Regions from separate parts of the Mus musculus genome. Here all the other regions are linked to region 6. Evidence: chromatin contacts called from public Hi-C, HiCAR-type, HiChIP or PLAC-seq and promoter capture Hi-C data. All regions are on one chromosome and are shown on one strand. The core of a region is the stretch at or near the end of the contact, and the rest is flanking DNA. Distances in the headings are between cores, read along the strand shown.

Region 1 (2,890 bases), core at 162-2,661, 760 kb before region 6:
TCTTAAGTTTTTTGCATTTTCCAAAATGGGACAAATCTACTTTCTTTTGTTTCTACACACATGATACAAAAGCAGACTGTTAATTTTGTAGCCTTTTTCTGGGTTGTGTTCTTCCCACCAGCCCTTGCCCCTGTGGTTTTTCTGTCCAGGTAACCAAGTTTGGCAACTCTCATCATGTCTAGCCCCAGCATTTTACCCTGAATACATATTGGATCTTACTGTTTCTTTGGCTAAAAGGCATTCAGATGTTAAAAAAGTGGTGGAGAGGCTGGCTTTGGTGGTGGTGCATGCCTTAAATCCCATCACTCAGGAGAGAGAGGCGGGCAAGAAGATCTCTGAGTTTTTAAGCCAACCTTGTCTACAGAGTGAGTTCCAGCTCAGTCAAGGCTTCCCAGAGAAGCCCTGCCTCAAAAACAAAACAACAACAACAAAAGTGGTGGAGATGTATTTTTTATGTAAGCCTTGAAGGCTGTGGAGAAGCTGGTAAGTCAAACACTGTCTACAGGTCTAGAGGAGGGGCCTAGGGTGCATGAGTCACTGTGTAGATTTGTGAATGAACAGAACCCAGGATGGGGAGGAAGCTGATCAGAGACAGAGGGACCCTGCATACAGAAGAGAGGGACAGAGGCCTGGCTGTTGAGAATCATTTGTGCACTGGTGGGATGGGCAGGGCATGAGGCTTTGGATGTCCCCTGGTGAGAATAGAGATCTTCAGGCTGTACATCATGGGGCATGGCCAATACAGCTCTGCCAAGAGCCCAGGCGATAGCTGACGGTGTCCTCTCCATCTCCTCTCCCAGTGGCTTTACAGAGACGAACTTTGGTCAACTCTTGAGCGCTGAGCAATTCTTTGCCGACCCTCGTCTCTTCAGAGCTTGTAGGACCTTTTAAATGAAGGAAAGGATGGAGGGAGAAGGGGAAGGAGAGAGAAAGAAAAGATGATGTCCTAGTTTGGTTTCTGTTGCCGCTGCCCTGACAAAAAGTAACTTAGAGGAGAGGGGGCTTATTTTAGCTCACAGGGCCAGGTTACAGTCTGTTACTGTGGCAGGAACTTGAAGCAGCAGGGCAGGGCAGGGCAGGGCAGGGCAGGGGAGGGGAGGGGACTGACTCATCAGAAATACTTCTTCAGAATCCTGTGCGTCACCTACCCTTGAATGCTTTAGATAAAAGTTGGTGTTTCAAAAAGTGCATCAAGAGAACTTAAAAACAACAGATCGGCTGGCTACCCAAGTAGTCAATATACGAGTTGCCCAAGACCCGTGTATCTCTAACCACATGTTTTATTTGTTTTTACAGTGTGTTTCCTTCATGGCCTTTCTTGTGGCTCACCCTATGTGGCTTTGTGTACTTGTTAAGAAAACATTACACGTTTGACACTGCTCTTACCTAAGTCAGTTTTTCCGAGACCCTCTTTTCACCAGCTTGGTTTCACCTTACAGCTGCAGTGAGCCAGTTTCAGTTGGAGGAGAGGCCACATCCACTTTGCTGTAGGCCTCTGGTTAGAAGCATGCATGGCTGGCTGCTCCTGGTCTGGGTCCAGGGGCTGATACAGGCTGCCTTCCTCGCTACAGGTAAGGCTTGCAGACCTAGCAGAGCAGAGACACCTAGCTTGGCACAGACACCAGGATGCTCAGGTAGAGAAAGCTCTAAGTATATGCCTAGGCCTGTATGTATGTCAGCTTCTGTGTATGTATGTGGTTCTGAGGCTCTGTGTGACCACATGGTAAGAGGCAATCGCTGAGAAAGGGATGCATACACGTTTGGGATTGCAGAGGAAGGACTTCATAGATCCTCTGGGTTAGGGACTCTGACTGGACAGCTGTTCAAGAGGGAAGCTGGGGAATAGACTAAGATTGGGAGCCAAGAAATCTCCTGGAAACCCATTTCTCTCCTGCTCCATTTTCTTTTCTGTTTCTGAGGAACTCCTAGAACAATGTTCCAGTTAGTTCTCTGTTGGTCAGAAATACCTGCTTCTCAGATTTTCATAGTCTACCACTAATATGAGAGACTAAATTCTGTTGTTTCTATTCTATTACAAATTGTAGATAAACATTTCTGAGGGAAGGAAACAAAATATTTAGAGACTATACTACAAATTAGTTTAAAGGCTGAACTTATAAGACTGAAGGTAGAGAGGAGCCAAGGTGGGGCAGGCTGGTAGGTAGCAAAGAAGTTGGCTTCATCTAGGAGAAGGCCTTTCTTCCCCTCTTACCTCTCCTCTACTGTCTTCCCTTCCTCTCCCCTCCCCTTCCTTCTTCTCCCTTCTTCCCCTCCCCTTCCCTCCCCTCCCCTCCCCTCTCCTCCCCTCCCCTCCCCTCCCCTCTCCTCCCCTCCCCTCCTATTTTCTATGTTTCCCTCCCCTTCTCTTCCCTTCCATTACTTCTCCTTTCCCTTCTTTCCCTCTTTCTCATTGTCCTCTCTTCCCCTTCCCTCTCTCTTTTGCTTTAGTTTGTTTCTTTGACAGATACATGGTCTTTCTATGTTTCCAAGGCTGGTCTGGAATGCACTATGATCCTCCTGCCTCATCCTCCCATGTACTTGGATTAAAAATATATGCTGCTACTTCTGGCTGAGAAGTAGATTCAAGTTTCCTTTCTCTGTGTTCTCTCTCTCTCTCTCTCTCTCTCTCTCTCTCTCTCTCTCTCTCTCATTTTCCTGACATCCCAAATGCCAATCAAATAGCCCAGTTCTATTTTCAAAACATAGGGCTAGACACAAGGCTAGACTGCTGGAACCTAGAGAGAAGTACAAGATATGTTGGTGTCGGGCTGATAGTCTAAGTGGGAAAGTTAAATAAGTTCATTGAAAGCAATCAGCCACCTAGCCAGGAAGCCGAGCGGAACATCCTGAGCGGACAAAGTGCTAGAAGCCTTGTAGTAAGAAGCCAGAC
Region 2 (3,012 bases), core at 253-2,752, 710 kb before region 6:
TTTGACAGATGACAAAACCTCTCTAAAGTGTATGCTCTACCTCTTCCATCTCATTACTGACAGGCCAAAGTAGACATCTGCCTCAGGGTGCCTAAAGCCCCAAGCCCGAGACCCTATCAGAGAATGTGTAGCAGGCCAAGGGATCTACTCCTTAAACTTGAGTCAACTTCCATTTAACTAAGGGCCTTGACTGTGGCTCTCATTTTTCCATTCTGAAGACGCTGCTGTATCATGTATCATAGCAAGAAAACGAACACCCACACACTGAATGTTTACTATGCCAGATTCTGGATCGAATGCCTCATATTTATGTTTCATCGTATGGAACTCTCTCTAATTAGACAATTTTCTTGGTATTTCTAACATAAGGGATCTTGAATGAAAGCATTCTTATGGGGAAGTATGAAGTGCAGGATCCTAGGGCTAAAAGAGAGTTTAATTTTTAGATTGAAAAAGGAGAATCTGGGGAAGGCTTATTGCTAAAGAGCTCGGCCTATACACAGTGTTTACATTTGTAAAGTTTCTGTAAATGAGAGATTCCCTTGGAGACAAGCATGTATGTTATTTTTAGTTGAGGCACTGCCATCAGCTGTAAACATGCTTGCAGCTCAGCTGGTCTTTGCTGTCCTTGTGTCCTCAGTATAATTTACAGTGGCTACGAGAGGCTGGCCAACTATCTCTTAAAACATGCCCACTGTCATCTTTCATGGGAAGCATGCGTGCCTTAAACTGCAGACAGTATTTTGGCCTGTTAGGAAGGTGAAACTGTTAAATGCTCTTGCTGTTTGAACGTTCACCTTCTGACTGCTTTTCCTCCAGGCAAGGTCACCAATCAAGGCTCTTTGCTTTCACACCCTTCTAATCCCACCACAAATCGATTCTTCACAGTTGTCATCTTCTCGGTCGCATATATGCGTTGGTTGTTTGTATGCACGTAGTACAGTTATGTCAGTAATTATCTGTGTGACCCTGGACTTCTTAAATGTTTCTATCTCTCTGGGTTTGATTTGCCTTCTGTAAGTGATAAATTGGATCAAGCACTTGCTATGGCTCTGGGATTTACTGGTGTTCATCTCAGGGTGGTCAACAACCCCTGAGATCTCTAGTCCTGGCCTTGCCAGCAAATGGCCTGAGGGCAACCTGCTTAATCACTCAATGCTTGGGCAGTCCCACACTTTTAAATAGGACAAAGTACCCAGCTGTCTGCCCTACCACAGCAAAATGGAGTGGTTGTTAATGAGCAAAGTGTGCACAAGGCACCTAGGCGCTGGTCAGAGGAAGGTGCTCTCTATAATTACTGCAGTTCTGGAATGGTGGCGCTGAGCATTTCAGGGACTGCCTGAATGACCTGGGTCTATTTTCATATCAGTCATTTGCCCACACTTGCCGGCCGTATATGGAAAGATTTGAAACAACATCAATCAGCAGGAATCATATAACATTTCCTATCCACTGACTCCCCTACATATTACTTAGAGGAAACCTTAAAGGAAATGGGGCACTGTTCATGAAATGAGTGGTCTGTAGACTGTCACTCTGCAGGTGGAGAAATCTGAGGTTAAGATGATAAACGGTCTCAGATGGCTTTCTGGGTTGGAGCCTAAGGTCATGTCCACAAGTTTGGGTTGTTAGGAAGCGTCACAAAATGCAAAGAGGATTTGTGAACCATAACATAAAGGGCAGTGGGCACAAGGAGCCCCTTCACTTTAAAGTGATCCGTTCTGGGGAAGGAGTCCGCTATGAATTCCATTTCTTGGCTGAGTGATTTGGACATGTTATCAAAGCTTTCTAAGCCTTGGTCTCCTTATCTAGAACTTGGTAATGGTTCAAAAAGTACACATGTGTGAACTTGTTTTGAAAATTAATGAGACGGTACCTAGCACTGAGTATTGGTCATTTTAAGGAAAACTAAACTGTTGTATCCAGCCTGCAGGAACTGAGGATAAAGTAAACCATCTGAGAAATCACTACACTGCATCAGAAAGCAGATCCTGAGTTAAACAGAAGCCAAACCAAAGCAGCAAAACCAATGTTTCAGCCGATCCCTAAAGCAGGCTGTTTTACTGACACTAGTAAACAAAGGTGACACGTGTGGTCTACTCTTAGTTACACATGCCAAGGCAGGGTAATACCTACCCTTTTCTTTGGGTGAGCATGGTAGGGGGGGGTTGGGGGTAGGGGTGGGGTGTCAGAAAACCAAAACCAAAACAGGATGCTTGGTGAGTATTAAAAAAACAAAAAAACAAAAAAACCAAGGAAGTCAGAGGAAGGGAAAGAGAGGTTTCTGAGTGGGAAAAAATGAAGACTGGACCAGAAAACAGGAAAAGGCTTGGTATGAACAGCAGGAATGTAGTTGATCCAATGGCTGCACAGTTACTCTTGGTGTCTGTGAAGAGGGCATGGAGCAGGAGGCCATGGATGGCATGCTGTGATGACCTTTCTGCCTATTCCCTGCTGACTGTCTAGGAGGGACTGCCACCTGGGGACATATACATTAACACGGCTGTGGCTCATGGACGACTCAGATATGTCAGTGAAAAGCAGAATTTTAAATACCTAGGGGAACAGTTTGCTTTATTATCTGACTTCTTACAGCATTGTGAGTGGAGTGGATTTTAACACTCCAGGAAATGGTATCTCCTGTTCCTTTGTGCTGATTCCTTCAAGACCCCAACAAATGGCAGCCAAGAGTAAGATAAGCTCCCAAGCCTGCTAACTCTCCTGCTACCATCAACAGGTCCTGGATCATGCTGGAAAATGCATGGGGTTTCTGTAATATATATTCCTAGGTGTTAATGATAGTTATAGCATTTATGGTCAAATGCTTCTGTTTCTATTCCTCAGTCCTCGGTTAACTTATTATTAAGACCTCCAAAAACTGTGATTCCACTTCAGCCTAGCACTTAAAGTCACTTAGTTACAAAGAGGTGAAACTGAGGCCTTCCTCCTCTGAACATATATTCACCACCGTGAGAGGTTTAACAGTTCAACTCCTATGTGGATGGTAATAGC
Region 3 (3,174 bases), core at 333-2,832, 790 kb before region 6:
AATGTGTGGGCTTCTAGCCAGAGGGCCTGAGCAGGACTCCCGATGTTCTTAGCTACTTGCTACCTGGCAAAGCAAACAGCTTAGGTTTCTGAGTTGTGTGTTTCCTCTGCTCCTCACTAAGGCCGCAGCCCTGTTGAAGACACAGGGCTGCCGTGAGACTCGGGTGACTTAAATACATGAAAACGCTCTTCCAACTGTGGCGTTCTGAGCAGCCATTGCCTTTTCACTGTGTAGAAACATGTCTGAGGTGTTGTAATGACAGAGTGTACTATCGGGCAATGGTGTGTGTGTGTGTGTGTGTGTGTGTGTGTGTGTGTGTGTGTGTGAAGGGGTGGGGGTCGCGGTTGGGATAATTCGTTTAGAGCTAGCAGCTGAAATGGAAGGCCAGAAGCAAACTGGCACACAGGTGTCCGAGTTTGCTGTTCTGACAGCGTGTGCTACACACTTACTCGTTTGCTATGAGCAGCAAGTTGGATGTAACTGGAGATCTGGGAACGCCAATCTTCAAGAGAAGACACAGTCAAGCATGAATTTGATATGGTCAAATAATTTCATTTAGGATTTCAGAACTCTCATTATAATTAGACCTTAGTCAACACCATTGAGATATGTTCAATTTTAAGCCCCAGAAAAAAATAATTGTCACTAGAGAAAGGGCTTTGAGAGCATATGCAACGATTTATTCCCCTTTAGAGAATTTTAACAGTATCTATAGAAAGTATGAGGCTGTGTAGATTTTTTTTTTTTTTTTTTTTTGCTTTGTTTGGTTTTCGAGACAGTGTAGCCCCAGCTGTCCTGGAACTCACTCTTTAGACCAGGCTGGCCTTGAATTCAGAGATCCACCTGCCTCTACTTCCCGAGTGCTGGGATTAAAGGTGTGCGCCACCACGCCCAGCCAAATGATGCAGTTTTTATGTGATGAATTCCTTGTTGCTGCAGTAGACCTTGGGCAGTCCTTGCTCCTCCTGTAGCAGAGCTCTGTTTATTGGCTGGAGATTTAGTCAGAGGAGCTCTGGAATTTAGCAGGAGACATGTTTATGTCTCATGGTCAAATACTTATTCAGAATTCTAGAATTCTCGAGCACCTCCTGTATGTCCAGCATAGCGTGGGGTATTAGAGAATCTGATATGCCCCAGCTTGTAACTCATTCACGTCAGAGGCAGAGGGGGAAATCCCATCTTTGTTATTCAGTAGAATGAGGTAAAACCAGAGGTCAACAGACCTGGTATAAGGATCACTGTGCTTTTGTGACTTTATTCCCTTAACCAAATCTACTGAACCCTTTCCTGTATCAGGCACACGCTCTCCAGAGCTTACGTGATGGTGGCAGCCTACAAAGATAGTGAGACTCCACCAGCCATGGTGGCATGGGACTGTAATCCCAGCCCTAACAAGGCAGGAGGAGCACAGGTTTGAGGTCGGCCCATCTCAAGAAACAACAACAAACAAAACAAAACAAAACAAAACAACAAAACTGGAAGAGATGATGAAGTCCCCTAGGCAGAGGTCAGTAAAGACAGGCCAGGCAGAGAACACAGGGTACATACCAACCCGACAGCTCAAACCCACAAACCACAGGCTAGCAGGAGAGACAGCCTTGGGGGCGGGACAAGGTGTGGGGGCGGGACCAGAAGGTTCCTGTGGGCTCCACCATAGACTTCTGCCTTTCCGTCAAGTGGAAGAGGGCGGGGCTGGAAAGGATTTGTGGCAAGCAGTAGATATAAAGAGATGAGTGCTTTTTAAAATTGTGGCGTTTTAAAATAGCCAATGCTCTGTTTGCATCTTCCTCGAAGGATCCGTAGGTTGAGGTGTGGGGGTGGGAATACAAAATAGTGGATTTAGGGAGGTAGGTTAGGGACTGTGCAGTAGCAGTGGAGGTGAGAAAAATGATTTTAAAAATCAGACACAAGGTGGTGGTGGTGGTAAATAAAGAGTTGGGCAGAGCTAAGACTCTGAAGGAGCAGATGTGTGGGAAGGAAGCTGTCTTGTTTCTCCCTACGTTCTTGTCACTTCCAGTTCTATACTTTTAGATCTCTCTCTCTCTCTCTCTCTCTCTCTCTCTCTCTCATATTTATCTTTCCAACTTACATTCCAGTGGGGGAAGTGATTGGATTTTTTAAAAGATTTATTTAGTTTATGTATGTGAGTACACTGTAACTGTCTTCAGACACACCAGAAGAGGGCATCAGTTCCCTTACTGATGGTAGTGAGCCCCCATGTGGTTGCTGGGAATTGAACCCAGGACCTCTGGAAGAGCAGTGAATGCTCTTAACCGCTAGGCCATCTCTCCAGTCCCCTGGACTTTTTTTTTTTTTTTTTAAGCAAAATTTGTAGCACAGTGTGGCTGTGTTGACATACTACCCGTGGCAAACATTGAAAGAGTTTGAGCACAGGGTTTGAAACAACTCAGTCAAGTTGTCTCACCTCTCAATCCACAGAATTGCCACCTAGAAAACTGGGATACAATGGCATCTGGCTTGTTAGGCTTCCTTTAGAGTTCAGTGAGGTAGTAAATACAAAACCATTGACACAGAGCTTGGTTTAGTGAAAACGCTCAATGCTGTCACTTGTCACAGATTCTAGTTGGAAAGCCGTATCAATTACGTGTCTCGTCACTGTAACAACATACACGACAACAGCAACTCGAAGAAAGATGGGCTTGGATTTTAATATTTATTTTATTTCTGGTTATGTGTGACTGTGTGGTAAATGCCACACATGCTGTGGGTACCGAAAGAAGCCAGAAGAGTGAGTCAGGTAGACCTGAAGCTGAGTCACTGGCAATGTGGATGACTTGCTGTGGGCTCTGGGAAGTGACCTCAGGCCCTCAGTCACTGAGGTGTCATCTCTCTAGCCCTAACATGGATATTTCTCATTTGGGAGTATTTCTCAGAGAGGATGAAAGCAAGAAGCTAATAACTACAGTTGAATATGCCTATAAGCTCCCAGAATGTCCATATAGGCCATGTGTTGTTTCTATAGATAAGTGGAGGCTAAGACAACAAATGCTTTCCCAGGGAGATAAGGTTCAAGTTATGCCCCGTCCTTTATGGCTTTATAGAGTCTTAGCAATCCGGATTAGAGGTTTTCAAATGGCAATCTACAGGCTAATGGGACTCAAAATTGTCACCAGTCTCAACAAAATGTGGACTAAAGTAAATTTAAAATATCTC
Region 4 (2,987 bases), core at 178-2,677, 520 kb before region 6:
TACACAAAGGGGTGGGGCTGGAACGGGCTCCTCCGTTGCCACTCCCTTCTCATTCTGTAACACCCGTATGTACTTAATTGTCTGCCATCCTAAATCCTACCCAAGAGGCCAGTTCTGGTCCTTAGGCAATTGTTGACTATTCCAAAGACCTTTTACCTTTCTCTTGGGCATGCAGGAAACCTCCTTTCCCCAGGCTTCCATGAAAACAGAGCCTCGTGACCACATTCTGGCCAATGGAATCCTGGTGGAATGATACATACTGCTCTGAGTCTGGCTCAGAAAAACTTTTCTCTGTTGTTTTCGTTTTCTCTAGTCTTCTGTCTGGATGTAATACTCAAGGTTACTCTAAAAGCCATGTCCAAGAGATGATGGAGTCTCTGCCAACCTGAATCCATGATTAGTTTTGCATGAGCAAAACAGAAAGTTCTATTATGTTAATCCACTAAGCCTTGCAGGTTTATGTATTAGAGAATCTAATATTACCTGAAGTAAGAGCCCTCCTAAACCAGACACACTGGTTCTATTCCAAGAGACCATTTATGTCTCACAATGATTTCTATCATGTTTTTTTTTTTTACTTATATGCAAGAGCTTTGTGTGCAATAAATGCATTTTATTCATTCTCTCCAAACTGTAGTTATTTCAATGATTTCAAAATAGAACATAACTAGTTCAGAAATTACAGAAGGTAATAGAAATAGTTTTGATTAAAGAGTACCATAGCTATTTGTCTTACTCTATATAAGTAGAGGATAATATTATTTTTACACTTATTTTTGGTTTGAAAATACACTGTGGTCACTAAAGCAACTTAATATATTTTGTATACTGTTTCCTAACAATTTATCTTTAAAGTACACACAGAATTATTTCTAAAAATTAGGACAATAGCAAGTGAAAGAACATTAATTGAAAAAGGTAAGAACTATGAGTGTACATAAAAAAGGGGTGCTTTTAGGGCAAGGCTTTTGGATCCCTTGCTGTGCACGCGTGCACCCCACCCCCACTAATTAAACATTAAAAAATGGCAAGTATTTTAGTAAAACAGGCTTCTACCACCTATGAGATTCCAGCTCCACATTCAAGCAGAACAGTGCTCTTTGGGCATGCTGTGTCAGTGCGGGCGTTCTCCTTGCTGAAGGTGGCTATTTCTAGTTTCAGTTTGATTCAAGCTTACCAGTGCTGTGCCTGAGGCAGTTAACCTTCGGTTCCTTATCAACAGTGGCTGATTTTTTTGTTTTTGCCTTCTCTCTTGGATCCTTTCTTGTCTTCTCTTTGGCTCTTCTATCCTCTCTGCTTCCCAAGTACTGAAATGTTCTAGTTCTATTCCCAGGAGTTTTCCCTTTAAGCTTCTGCTTGGGTCACCCTGTCCATTCTCAGGACTTACCATGTGGTCAAAGGCAGCTACTCTATCCAAGACCTTGCTGCAGAGCTTGAGCTCTGCAGGACCTGTGGCATCTTGAGTAGTCCAGGACATCCTTAGCATCTGACAGTCACCTTAAGGGCAAGTTCCAAAGCAATACAATCTCTGCCCTTCCGGAGCACATCACTCTTCCTTCCCTATGTTTTCTTTTCCCTGAGGATGACATCAACTTAGAAGTAGTACTTGGAAGCACATTACTGTGCTAGACACAAGTTAGCGTCATCTGGAAAAAAGAAACTGATAAGTGTCCCATCAGACTGGGCTGTAAGTGAGTCTGTGGAACATTTTCTTGCTTAGTGTTTGATGTGGGAGGGCCCAGTTGACTGTGAGTGGTCCACTCCTGGGATGATGGTCTTGGTTTATAGCAAAGTAAGCTGTGTGACCAGTGGATAACAAGCCATTAACCAGCACTCCTTCATGGTCTGTGCTTGTACTAACCCCTTGGTTTCTCTCAATGATGGATTTGGATCGGGATATGTTTGTTTACAGTATGCTATCACAGCAATAGGACACATAGTAGGATAGTTAGTTTCTCTGCTGTGTCTCTTACTGGAACCAGCCATAAAACCCTAGTTTTATAGTGTTTTTGAGATGTTTAGTCTAAGCTTAAGGATTAGGGAAGTGGGAGACAAATTAAAAATAGGATTCTTAAACCCTATGTCAAATATCTACTATTCTGAATTTCTTGCACAGACTATGTTTTTAAAAAAAGACCACAAGTACAGAATATAATGAAAAAAGTTTTTCATATCATTTTATGATGCCAGCATTCCATTAAAGCCTGCACAGAACCTTAACATCAGTTGTAAGATGGTATGTAAGGTGTGTAAGACTCTTAGACCAGTCTCTCATATTTGAAACACATGCTCTTCACCCTAATTCTCATTATCTGAAACCAAAGCAAGCAATGACAAGGAAGGAGTTTTATGAGGTAAATGGAGCTGTGCTCACTGATGGCCCTTTAGTAACCTTTGTGAACTGGAGTTTTAAAAGATGTCTTTATTGTGCATACCTCATGAAATTCTAGGGTTGTGGGTATTGCTCATTTTGGAACAAAATGGAACATTTTGGAACTATGGGCTCACACTTAAGTAATATATTTTTCTTTGATGTACAAATGAGGCTGCCCCTATTTAATAATTTGTTTTGGTTTCTTAAAATTTACTCTTCAGTGTTTTCCACAATTCTTCAACATTAGAAAAAAAACCCACTGTAGCAACCAGGTCCCTTCTTTTTTTCTAACTGTGATATATTTATCATCTATTACACAGACCTCCTCTGTTGCTTCTTCCCTATATACCACCAGCTCTAACATCTTAAATTTTCATTTGACATACTGCTTACTTAAATTATTTCATGTGTGTTCCCATCCATGGAAATTCATTTTTGTGTGACATAAATCCCTACCCTATTCTATTTCACAGTAATAAAACTTTATACGGAATTGCCAGAGAGATAGGTAACCAACCACGCAGTTTAAATTAAGTGCAAGATACACATGTTTGAATATTCTGCTTTCTGTTTTAGATGTGTAGAGACAGGTCCTGCTTGTATTTGAGCATCC
Region 5 (2,960 bases), core at 444-2,943, 980 kb before region 6:
AGGGTATAATATCCTCCCTCACTTACCTAACACTTCACCTTCATCTCACCTTACACACAATTAATGCAGCTGTTCTGTCTAAATAACTGTCATGGCAACAAAGAAAGAGCTGATCTTATTCAAACACAGTTGAATTTCAAGGCGCTCATGGATTTTACTTTATCCTCTAGACAGTAATAATGAGCACTATCAGGGGGGAAAAATCCCTCTTTTTGTAGTTCTAAGTTGTCCCAATTTTTTTTTTTTTTTTTTTTTTGCCTTGCATCATCAAATCTATATTCATATGCTATTTCGGGCCCCATCTATTATGCAATGGAGCAACCTCAGTTTCCACTCACTAATGCTCTGGCCTGTGCCCTCTGGTATCTGGAGCATGGTTTTCACTAAGCGGAATGTGCCCTGTGCACACAGCTGCTATATTTAGGATAACCCACAAGAATGATTACCTGGGGCCCCCACAAAAGCCACTCGTCTAAGAGGATTTTTTTTTCTTTTTACAGGAAAGTAAAACTGAAAGGTAAGAGCAGCTGGTGAAACTGCTCTGCTGCTGAAAGCTGAAGCCCCTCCATTTCAATACTCTCCTTTACATTTAAAGCATCTATTTTTGTGACTGTTAAGAGGTATTCTGGAAGGCACACTTGGTGTGGCTGTGACTTTGCATGGCTGTGACTTTTGTAATGTTCCAAGTTTTAAATGGTGTCTCTTTTATTTTTAATTACCCCCCACCCCCACCCCAATTCTTCCTCAACCTCCTGATGCCTTTAGGTGCTAATACACAGAAGAGGTAAGAGATACAGGGAGGCTCTAACTTTGAATGCTCGTGAAATTTAGAGATAACCATATGGATAAAGTATTGAGATACAACCATCTGGACTTCTGGGTTCATTTTAGATACCTTGTGTAAAACTGGAAAGGGAAAGATATAAGGGATAACGTCAGAGAATTTCGTGTGATGATTTTTTTTTTCCTTTTAAAGACCCCTTAACTCAGATTTGAAGGGGGCAGAAGAAAATGTGCGGAAAGTTTCCTAAAATTGGTGGCAGAGTAAGGATTAGGGGCAAATTCCCCTCACCATGATGGACACTAGGAGACCTCTCCATAGATAGAAATAATCCTTACAGGATGCAGCCCATCACAGTAGTGAGTACACAGACCCTTTGGCTCCTTAAATCACGCTACCTAGGGCTGTGCAGGCTCTAGGGTAGCCAAGGCCAGGTAAGGATGCCCCCGGGGGAAGAGTGAGGAAGCGCAGGGCGGGAAGCGGCTGGCTTCAGGACTGTGTGGCGCCTAGGGCCGGCCCATGTTCCTCAAAGCTCCCGACTGGGATCACCTTGAGATTCAGCTTCCTTGATAACCGTTTCCAGCGACTCAGCTCCATCTTCTTCTTTGAGGCGGACCCTCCCTGGGGCGCCAGCAGCACGTTTTGCACTCTCGGGCCTAGACTTCGGCCACAACAGAGACAACTGCGCCTCCTCCCAGACTGCTTTCAGGTGGTTCTGGGAGTTGTAGTTCTGCCACCTAGCAGCTAGACAGGGGTCAGACATTCCGGAACTACTACTCCCAGGAGGCGTTGCGCGGGAAGCTTGCTTTCACGCTGTTACTATGGCATCGGCGGAGGTCACTGGGCTTCTTTAGCAGGGCCTTTGCGTAATTCTGGCGCTTGGTGATGACGCAGAAATTCCGGATTGGCTCTGCGGCGGAGACCGTGGTTTAGTGGGCCAAGGGTTCTACGAGTCGGAACACGTGTTATCTCTTGCGAAGAGTTTAAGGGTCCTGAGGGTGCGGAGTTGTGTTATCAACCGGTGAGTGTTCCTTTTCCTTGTTGAGGGAGGGTGAATAGCGCCCACTTTTTTTTTTTTTTTATTGCGTTGCAGTCTTGTTCCCACCTCGTCATTACTTGGTTTCTTGTTGGTCTAGGCTTTTGCCAGCTCCGAGTCTCCCAGTGTGATTGCCAGTTACAGTTCAGAAAGAAAAGGACCTCCGTTCTCCTGGCCTCTGCCAGAGAATGAGCTTCTCAGCTGCAAGTTTTTCTGAGTTTAGCAGTTACTTGGGAAGCTATACGAATAGGAAAGTCTAGGGCTCCTGGGATGGCTAATGGAACTAAGGGAAAATTGAATCTAAATAGCCATGCCTGGATGTTGTCATGAACAGCCCACTGAAGGCGTGTGTGCTTTCAAGGCAGGGCAGAAATTCAGAACTGGAGCTTTGGACCCGGCCACTTGTTGGCAATTCAGCTTACTTACTGGCAAAATGGGATTGTACCTAAACCCTGGGAGTATTGTAATGATTGAAAAAGCAACGTGTGTAAAACATTCTGCCAGGGAATCTAAACCAAACTATAAACTGGTGGAAATATGATAAGGAAAGCTGTGCCCCATAGACCTAGCACCTGCCCTCTAACTTGAGTGTGAACCAGTAAGAACATTGTTGAATGGGCTGTGTTACGTTCAGACTTTCCGCTGTCTCAATGGTAGTTAGTTCTTTTGGAAGAGTTAGTTTCATGGCGATTTTTTGGAAGGTGTGCCTATTTTTTCCTGAATGAAAAGCAGAGTTCAGAGAAGTGCATATAATACAGTGTGTGTCCATTTTTGGAGAACAAGTGTGTTTAAATGTTTGGATGAGTCTGGAGAAAGGCTGTCAATTTGGAGAAGATGGCTTAGAGGTAGAGGGGCAAGATGGGAAAAGAACAATTACACTGTAGCAAAATGGGAACTATCACAGTTAATATGGAAACATTGTATTTGACAAATTTCAGTTTCTTTTAAGCCACTAGCCTATATTATAGCCTCTAAAACTAATACATCTATAATTCCAGTAACAACTCTGCCAGTTACTACTGGTAACTGTCTTAGTCACTGTTCTGTTGCTGTGAAGAGACACCATGACCAAAGCAACTGTTATAAAAGAAAACGTTTGATTGAGGGCTTGCTTACAGTTTTAGAGGTTTAGTCCATTATCAT
Region 6 (3,120 bases), core at 96-2,595:
ATCTGCATTCATTTCCTATCACTGCTCGTGTATATTCTGAAAACATTTATGTTCCTCTCTGTCTGACTTAATTTTTATCAGATGAATAAAAGTTCTGCTTTTGCACAAACCTAAATAGAAGTCCATCTAAAAGTATACTTCACATCCACCTTATTTAACTACTCCTTGAAATTTTGAAAAAGCACTATTCTAGAAAATTCCTCAACAATGCAAGCTGGTTTCAAGCATAGCTTTTTTCCCACCATGAAAAGAAAAAAGAAATAAAAAAAAACCTCAAATACATATTTGCAATAACAAATACATTATTTATGGACTCAAATATGTTAAGGGAATACTTACAGTTGTTGCACAAAATGGCCTGATACACTCCATAGCTTCCACTTTGTTAAAAAAAAAAAAAATGTAAAAAGGCCAGCCTCCACTCCTCCCTCCCTAAGCATAAACAAGCACTAACATACTAAAAGGAAACTATCCCAGGATAAAAACTTCTTGTTAAGAAAGTTTATACTCTTACTAACCACAGTAATACCCATATAAATGCAACAATCTATCTATAAAATAAAAAGTTAGAAAATAGCCACAATTTCTTTGAAACTATAACCCCCTGATGCACTATTTCTACATGTGTAGTAGCAAAAAAAAATAGTTCCTTGATTCTTGCCCACCCTGAGGGGCTACCCTTCACCTTATGTCCAATGTCATCAAATAAACATGCTAGCATAAAGTATGCAACCTGCTTAAAGGATCTATACTGTAAATATGGACTTTAAACTTCAATGTAAAACAAAGAACAAGAGTCTCATTTTGGTAGTACCCACACTGGCACTGCAGCTAAAACTCACTGGCAAATAACTAACAAAATCCAGTTAGCAATAAATAAGGACAACATGATATATAGACAGACAGATGGAATTGCATAAACAGACGAGAAAAGCAAAGAGACAAACATACGGAGGAGTTTGTTTTAAAAGAGTGAACGATTCTGATTTACTCATTACTTTAGTAAGAAAAATAGGTTTGTTTGTAATTATTTTTAAACTAATAAAACTGAATCACAAGGTCACACCCTTAAATAATTAAGAAAATTAGTACAGGGTAGGCCTCCTATAGATGTTCCAAAATTCAAACTAGCATTAGCTCTGTCAAATTTAGATACAGAAATTAAAATTCAGGAAAGAAAGCCTAAAAGCACTGTGGAGTAAATAAGATGATAAATGCAAGGGGACTGAGGAGGCAGGGTTGTTTTTATGAAAGTTGTCTGCCCCTACCTTCTTCCCCAGCGCTGAGTTTCTCTTCTCATAATCGGTGTCTCCCTGGAAGTACAGTGTGAGTGGTAATGACTGCCTGCCTCCCTAATGAGTCCATTTTCCTGCTCTTGATGTTGTGTATATACACACACTGCAACCTACCTTACAAACCACAGAGACGGGAAGAGAGAGAGAGAGAGCAAGAGAGAGGGAGGGGAAGGGGGGCAGAGAGAGAGAGAGAAAGACAGAGACAGAGCAAGCAAGCCAGTGAGAGAGAAAGAGAAGGAGAGAGAGAAAGAAAAACAGAAAGAGAGAGAGAGAAAGGCACAGACAAAGCCCTCCTACCAGACAGCAGACAGCCCTCCTTCCCCTACCCAGGAAAACGCAACTCGTCTAATGCAGCAACAGGTTCAGCATTGCCAGACTAACAGAGGGAAAAGGTATATTCTCTATAGCATTACTGCTTGCAAAGAAACAGTTTAAGAGCAGCTGGCTCCACCTTCTTTATTTATGCTCCATTATGAGGAATGTATTGTTTCAGCTCTGGCACACAGTACGTGTGTAATTATCATAAATACATTTTTGCATATTAGCAGGAAATAAGGAATTACATAGCTTATTTGTGCAATCTTTCAAATTTATTTTTTGAATGTGAGAAAAATGTCAACAAATCTGCTCTGACAAAAGCTTAGTAATGATTTTAAAGTCAGAGCTGTCTTAAAGGAGACTGTAAGAAACAGACTCCATACAATAGGAAAACTGATCTCAGGCAAAACTGGTAACTGCAAAGAAGAAATCACTGTTCAGTAAATAAACCAAGACCATAAACAAAACTATAAGACAAAAACAGAATTAAGTTTAATTAACTTGCTAATAGGCTAGTACCCTAGAAGAAAGCAGACTGGTTTCTTGTTTGAAGCATCCAGCTACACAATGCAATGCAGTCTGTATTAACAGGTGCAATGCATTTAATACATAGTATACCAGAGAAATAAACCTATTAGGAGTTACCATTCAAGCAAGACAAAGTTCTATACAATATGGATCGGAAACTACAGTAAATAACCTTTCATCTTTTATTAGAAGTAAAAACTAAAACTGGTGCTTTTAAATAAACCTTCCTTGAAAGAAAAAAATGAAACTCTTTATACTATACCTTTAACCAAATTTTCACATGCACTAGCTCCAGGAAAATAGTGCTGGTTATATTACTGGTCCCACCACATGCTCCTCATAGCCTTTGCTAACTCCCAGGTGCCTTTTCTAAAGTGGTGATATATTTTCAGCTTTGGGATGATGAACATCAGAAAATAGAACTGGTTGGAAGTCTCTTTTTTTTTTCAAAACAACTCCTGATAAACCAAACTAACTAACTATCTATCTATCTATTTATCTATATATCTGAGTATTGTATCTGTGTAGATGCCCATCTTCCTTAATGTTGTTTATACAGTTTGACTATATAAATTGTATACATTTAAAAATTTTTAAAGAGTAGATTTTTCCAAAGGAATTCACACACATAAAATGAAAGGTAAGAGGGTGCACTTGACTTATTCTAATGCTATATTTTGATACCAATGACCTTAAATATATTATCTGCAAAACTATCCTTTTATATGGCTTAACTTACTACAAAATTCAAAATGTATTCCTTTACATAACCAAAATAATTTTACCATGCTGGGTGGAGGAATATATAGATCAGTTGGCAGAGTGCTTGCCTAGCATGCACGAAGGCCTGGATTCAGTCCCCAGCGTTTCCTAAAACTGGACACAGGGTGTTAGCCTTAAAATCCCGTGTTTAGAGGAAATGGAAGCAGATGGAGCAGAAGTTATGGTTATCCTTAGCAACATACTAAGTTTGAGGTCA
Region 7 (2,962 bases), core at 131-2,630, 560 kb before region 6:
CTCAGTGTGATGCTAGACTGAGGCCTTCAGTGGAACTCCCATAAGGATGGGTTTGGCTTTAAGTTTGGCAACCACGGTAACATCAGCCTTTCTCCTAAAGGGCAAGGCAAAGATATGCTTGAGTTACACAAATGTTAATGCCTGAGTCAGCACTCTGAAATGACATCTCATCTCCACTCACTGCACAGTTCACTCACTGCACAGTTCAAGTCTTAAGCAATTGCCTTAGGTTTCTTTAAACTATCTTCAGGGGTGTACGATCAAGTCTAAACTCCTTTGCTTGGCATCAGAGGCCCCTTTGACTTGACTCCTGTCTATCACATGCTAGCACACTCGAGAACTCAGTAGCTAGACCTGGCGGTTACTTGGTGCCTTCTCACTTTTAAATGCTCTTGTTTTCTCTAACAACAAACCCCTTTCTCTCTCTCCTCCTGTGCCCACTTGGTAAACCCCTAGTCACTATTTTCACTTTCTGAGCCAGCTTGAACCTTCTCTATGGGTAAGCATTTGGAGATACCTGAATTCCAGTGCTGGTCACAAAACAGCCTTTGCACATGGTCATCGTCCCTAGAACACTGAGGGCTTCTTTCTTTTTTTTTTCTGCATTGCTGTGGGGCAAGCCCAGGCCTGCACTCCCGCTCCACTTCACTGAGCTACAAGTGTTCCAGCTTGAGCTGTTCTCTCAACCCCAGACTGTGCCATTCTTAATGAAAGGTGGCATTTCTCATTTATCTTGGAGTTCCCAGAACTAAGCACTGTTACAGGCTTTCTATAAACGTTTGTTGACTGAAAACTAAATAAAGAACTGTGCATAATTAATCAAAACCAAGCCAAGCAGTAGCCATAGCTCTTAGAAGCATGGTAAGAGACTACTAGCACTCTAATGAAAGTGGAAAATCCCAGCACTGAGGCATTTTCTGGGTTATCACAGGGGTTGGTGACTGGCTTGGGTGAGAGTTAGATGGGGCAGGGCAGGATGGAGGCTGTGATGTAGCATCTTTTTAATACAGAATGTCAGTAATGGAATACATTACCACCTTCTGATGATTAACTTTTAATATTGTAAAGGACTGGCAAGAGAACATATCTGGGTCTGAATTTCAGAGAAGCCTTGCTGACAAGAACTGGGCTCCCCAAACAGGGCTAGTCTGTGTCATCTGCTTTGAGGCAGCGTGGTAGATTGTGGAGTTTTCCTTTCTGTTTCTGCCGAAGAATAATGGGACAGAAAACTCTTGCAGGAAATCGTGGCAGCTATTCAACTCCTATTTAAATCTGGGTCAATTCCAGATGCGGACATTGCATGCAGTGCCAAGGACAGAAGGTCAAACAGGCTGAGTCTTGCACCTGTCCCGAGGAGGTCATTGAGGAGGCGCTTGGGAAGGAGAGGCCCTGGGGATAATGCTCTGGTTTGTTCCCAAGGAACTGTTCCTTTGCTGCTGAGGGGCCTCTAGAGCAGCACCCTGGAGCCATCAGCTGCTGTCCATGGGAGCACTTGAGGACACGGGACTGTTACTGGCTCCGTCATCCTGCTGGCATAAAGGCAACTTGAGGATTTCTAACAAGTCAAGCAAGCAAGCATGAAGCCTGGCTTGGGGTAGGACAAGGTCATGAGTACATGAATGGACTATCAGCTTGTGACACGGTTTTCTTTTCCCAGCCTTACTCTGCTAAAAAAAAAAAAAAAGTCCAGAAACTGCTCTGCTGATGTAGCACAGAATTAGCTTCACAATTTCCTATGAGGCCCACACGGACTTTCAATTAGAGGCCTCCCGACTTGATTTCTACTAGGTGACACAGGTCTCCTATACGGTTTGTGTCTCATGCTTGCCCCAAAGCACTGACGTCATAATAGCTGAGCTAGGCGGGCAGGAGTTCATCGTGCTGACTCATCTTGGTGATGTGAGGATTAATGCCTTGTCTAACACTGAGCTATTATGCGAACTGTTTTTACACAAAAGAGCTGTTACAAAATGATTTGCCAGTCAGAGGACTAGAAATATGCAGTGCTAGGTAACGAAGGGGAAGGGAAGGGTAGGAAGACACAGTGGTAACGATGAGCATGCACACCAACATCATCCAAAGCATTAGCTGACCGGCTGTATCACCACTGAGAATGAACAGGGAATGAGATGGCTTAGGGCCAGGTAGGACCTGGCCCTGTTGTATAACACAGCACCATTCCTTGAGGAGTCTAACCAGCCTCCTTCCTATGTCAGATAAAATGTCACATTTGACTTTAGCCTTAGCATCTTTCCCTGCATTCTCCTGTATTAAATATGTCTGCTGCAGGCTTCTAGGACTGATAGTGAAAGCCACATAGATGTGAAATCAGAGACCTCGTCATTTGGTGCAGACCACTGCAGCACAGGAACCACCACAGACGGGGAGGTGGCAATGTGATCGAGGGACAAAGGGAGATGCAATGAGCAGGATACCCACGGTCACGGTTACTTAGCTATTATCTGAGATGACTGCCTGTCTCTGTAGGATTTCCTAGGTGGTGCCTCTTGGTAGTGACTTGATCATTTGATTTCATTGCCCCAGAATCTCCTAAAAGCAGTCCAAAGTAATATTTATCCAAATCTGCTCAGTGCAGGCAGGTTTGGTCTTTAAATAATAAATGTTCTCTTTTTCATTTTAAATCAAGTTTTGTTTCTCCATTTCTTCTTTTTATTCCCCTAAAAAACTTCCTGTCTTCTCTGAAAAGAAATGGCGCATTCTATAAACTTGCAGGCACATGTGAATCCTGGATTTCTTTTATTTTTCTTCCTAGACTTTATAATTTTGCACAAATTTTTAGCCTATTTACTTTTCAGGCTTGTACTTCTTGGTAAAAGGATATTATAAATTTTGTCAATAAATGAAAGCTCTGATCTAGAAGTTAAAATTAAAAATGGTTGGACCTAGGGACGAGTGAATAACGGAAGAATAAATAATTGCTCATTGATTGACAGAGGAGCAA

Evidence for each region. Promoter capture Hi-C pulls out the DNA fragments that hold promoters and counts their contacts. A called contact is a pair of places that touch in the nucleus more often than the background predicts. HiCAR-type assays count read pairs that join an accessible place to other places. HiChIP or PLAC-seq counts read pairs in DNA pulled down with a chosen protein or histone mark.
Region 1: a promoter capture Hi-C map of liver shows a contact between it and region 6, with 4 times the contacts expected there. The contact joins the promoter of Tigit here to the promoter of Zbtb20 in region 6. A contact is called at or near these places in 3 of 39 promoter capture datasets (embryonic stem cells, liver and stem cell-derived epiblast-like cells) and 1 of 9 other capture datasets (adipose tissue).
Region 2: an H3K27ac HiChIP or PLAC-seq map of heart atrium shows a contact between it and region 6, with 6 read pairs. The contact joins the enhancer-like site here to the promoter of Zbtb20 in region 6. A contact is called at or near these places in 2 of 39 promoter capture datasets (hippocampal neurons and liver), 1 of 484 Hi-C or Micro-C datasets (bone marrow-derived macrophages) and 5 of 115 datasets of contacts at active chromatin or transcription factors (astrocytes, embryonic basal ganglia, embryonic forebrain and 2 more).
Region 3: a Hi-C map of the N1E-115 cell line shows a contact between it and region 6, with 7 times the contacts expected there. The contact joins the enhancer-like site here to the promoter of Zbtb20 in region 6. A contact is called at or near these places in 4 of 484 Hi-C or Micro-C datasets (the N1E-115 cell line, muscle stem cells, myocytes and 1 more), 1 of 115 datasets of contacts at active chromatin or transcription factors (cardiomyocytes) and 1 of 9 other capture datasets (embryonic stem cells).
Region 4: an H3K27ac HiChIP or PLAC-seq map of heart atrium shows a contact between it and region 6, with 5 read pairs. The contact joins the enhancer-like site here to the promoter of Zbtb20 in region 6. A contact is called at or near these places in 1 of 484 Hi-C or Micro-C datasets (cerebellum), 5 of 115 datasets of contacts at active chromatin or transcription factors (the NIH/3T3 cell line, embryonic basal ganglia, forebrain and 2 more) and 1 of 9 other capture datasets (embryonic stem cells).
Region 5: an H3K27ac HiChIP or PLAC-seq map of microglia shows a contact between it and region 6, with 5 times the contacts expected there. The contact joins the promoter of Qtrt2 here to the promoter of Zbtb20 in region 6. A contact is called at or near these places in 4 of 39 promoter capture datasets (the 3T3-L1 cell line, cranial neural crest, liver and 1 more), 1 of 115 datasets of contacts at active chromatin or transcription factors (microglia) and 1 of 9 other capture datasets (adipose tissue).
Region 7: a HiCAR-type map of astrocytes shows a contact between it and region 6, with 6 times the contacts expected there. The contact joins the enhancer-like site here to the promoter of Zbtb20 in region 6. A contact is called at or near these places in 7 of 484 Hi-C or Micro-C datasets (adipose-derived mesenchymal stem cells, cerebral cortex, muscle stem cells and 4 more), 10 of 115 datasets of contacts at active chromatin or transcription factors (astrocytes, cardiomyocytes, embryonic basal ganglia and 7 more) and 1 of 9 other capture datasets (macrophages).

What each region holds. Positions count from the first base shown.
Region 1 is chr16:43,662,705-43,665,594 of GRCm38.p6, reverse strand. It overlaps Tigit (T cell immunoreceptor with Ig and ITIM domains), which reads left to right and starts at 1,411. Exons shown (of 4, transcript NM_001146325.1): 1 at 1,411-1,571. The coding sequence starts at 1,508.
Region 2 is chr16:43,614,156-43,617,167 of GRCm38.p6, reverse strand. The region is part of intron 10 of Zbtb20 (zinc finger and BTB domain containing 20); the gene reads right to left. Among named protein-coding and RNA genes, the nearest start is that of Mir568, 25 kb to the left of the region's middle. Within about 2 kb of position 1,502, at least 17 of the 459 cell types and tissues checked have an H3K27ac peak or open chromatin away from gene starts, as enhancers often do. A contact at or near this core is called in heart atrium, where this site is marked.
Region 3 is chr16:43,697,534-43,700,707 of GRCm38.p6, reverse strand. No RefSeq gene overlaps it. Among named protein-coding and RNA genes, the nearest start is that of Tigit, 35 kb to the right of the region's middle. Within about 2 kb of position 1,582, at least 124 of the 459 cell types and tissues checked have an H3K27ac peak or open chromatin away from gene starts, as enhancers often do. A contact at or near this core is called in the N1E-115 cell line, muscle stem cells and myocytes, where this site is marked.
Region 4 is chr16:43,430,406-43,433,392 of GRCm38.p6, reverse strand. The region is part of intron 4 of Zbtb20 (zinc finger and BTB domain containing 20); the gene reads right to left. Among named protein-coding and RNA genes, the nearest start is that of Gm15713, 12 kb to the right of the region's middle. Within about 2 kb of position 1,427, at least 16 of the 459 cell types and tissues checked have an H3K27ac peak or open chromatin away from gene starts, as enhancers often do. A contact at or near this core is called in heart atrium, where this site is marked.
Region 5 is chr16:43,888,409-43,891,368 of GRCm38.p6, reverse strand. It overlaps Qtrt2 (queuine tRNA-ribosyltransferase accessory subunit 2), which reads left to right and starts at 1,693. Exons shown (of 9, transcript NM_001356329.1): 1 at 1,693-1,802. Ccdc191 (coiled-coil domain containing 191) reads right to left here and starts at 1,467. Exons shown (of 16, transcript NM_027801.1): 1 at 1,331-1,467. The coding sequence starts at 1,378.
Region 6 is chr16:42,905,870-42,908,989 of GRCm38.p6, reverse strand. Zbtb20 (zinc finger and BTB domain containing 20) reads right to left here and starts at 1,345. Exons shown (of 11, transcript NM_001285805.1): 1 at 1,269-1,345. The region is part of intron 1 of Gm19522 (predicted gene, 19522); the gene reads left to right.
Region 7 is chr16:43,463,304-43,466,265 of GRCm38.p6, reverse strand. The region is part of intron 5 of Zbtb20 (zinc finger and BTB domain containing 20); the gene reads right to left. Among named protein-coding and RNA genes, the nearest start is that of Gm15713, 45 kb to the right of the region's middle. Within about 2 kb of position 1,380, at least 151 of the 459 cell types and tissues checked have an H3K27ac peak or open chromatin away from gene starts, as enhancers often do. A contact at or near this core is called in adipose-derived mesenchymal stem cells, astrocytes, cardiomyocytes and 11 more, where this site is marked.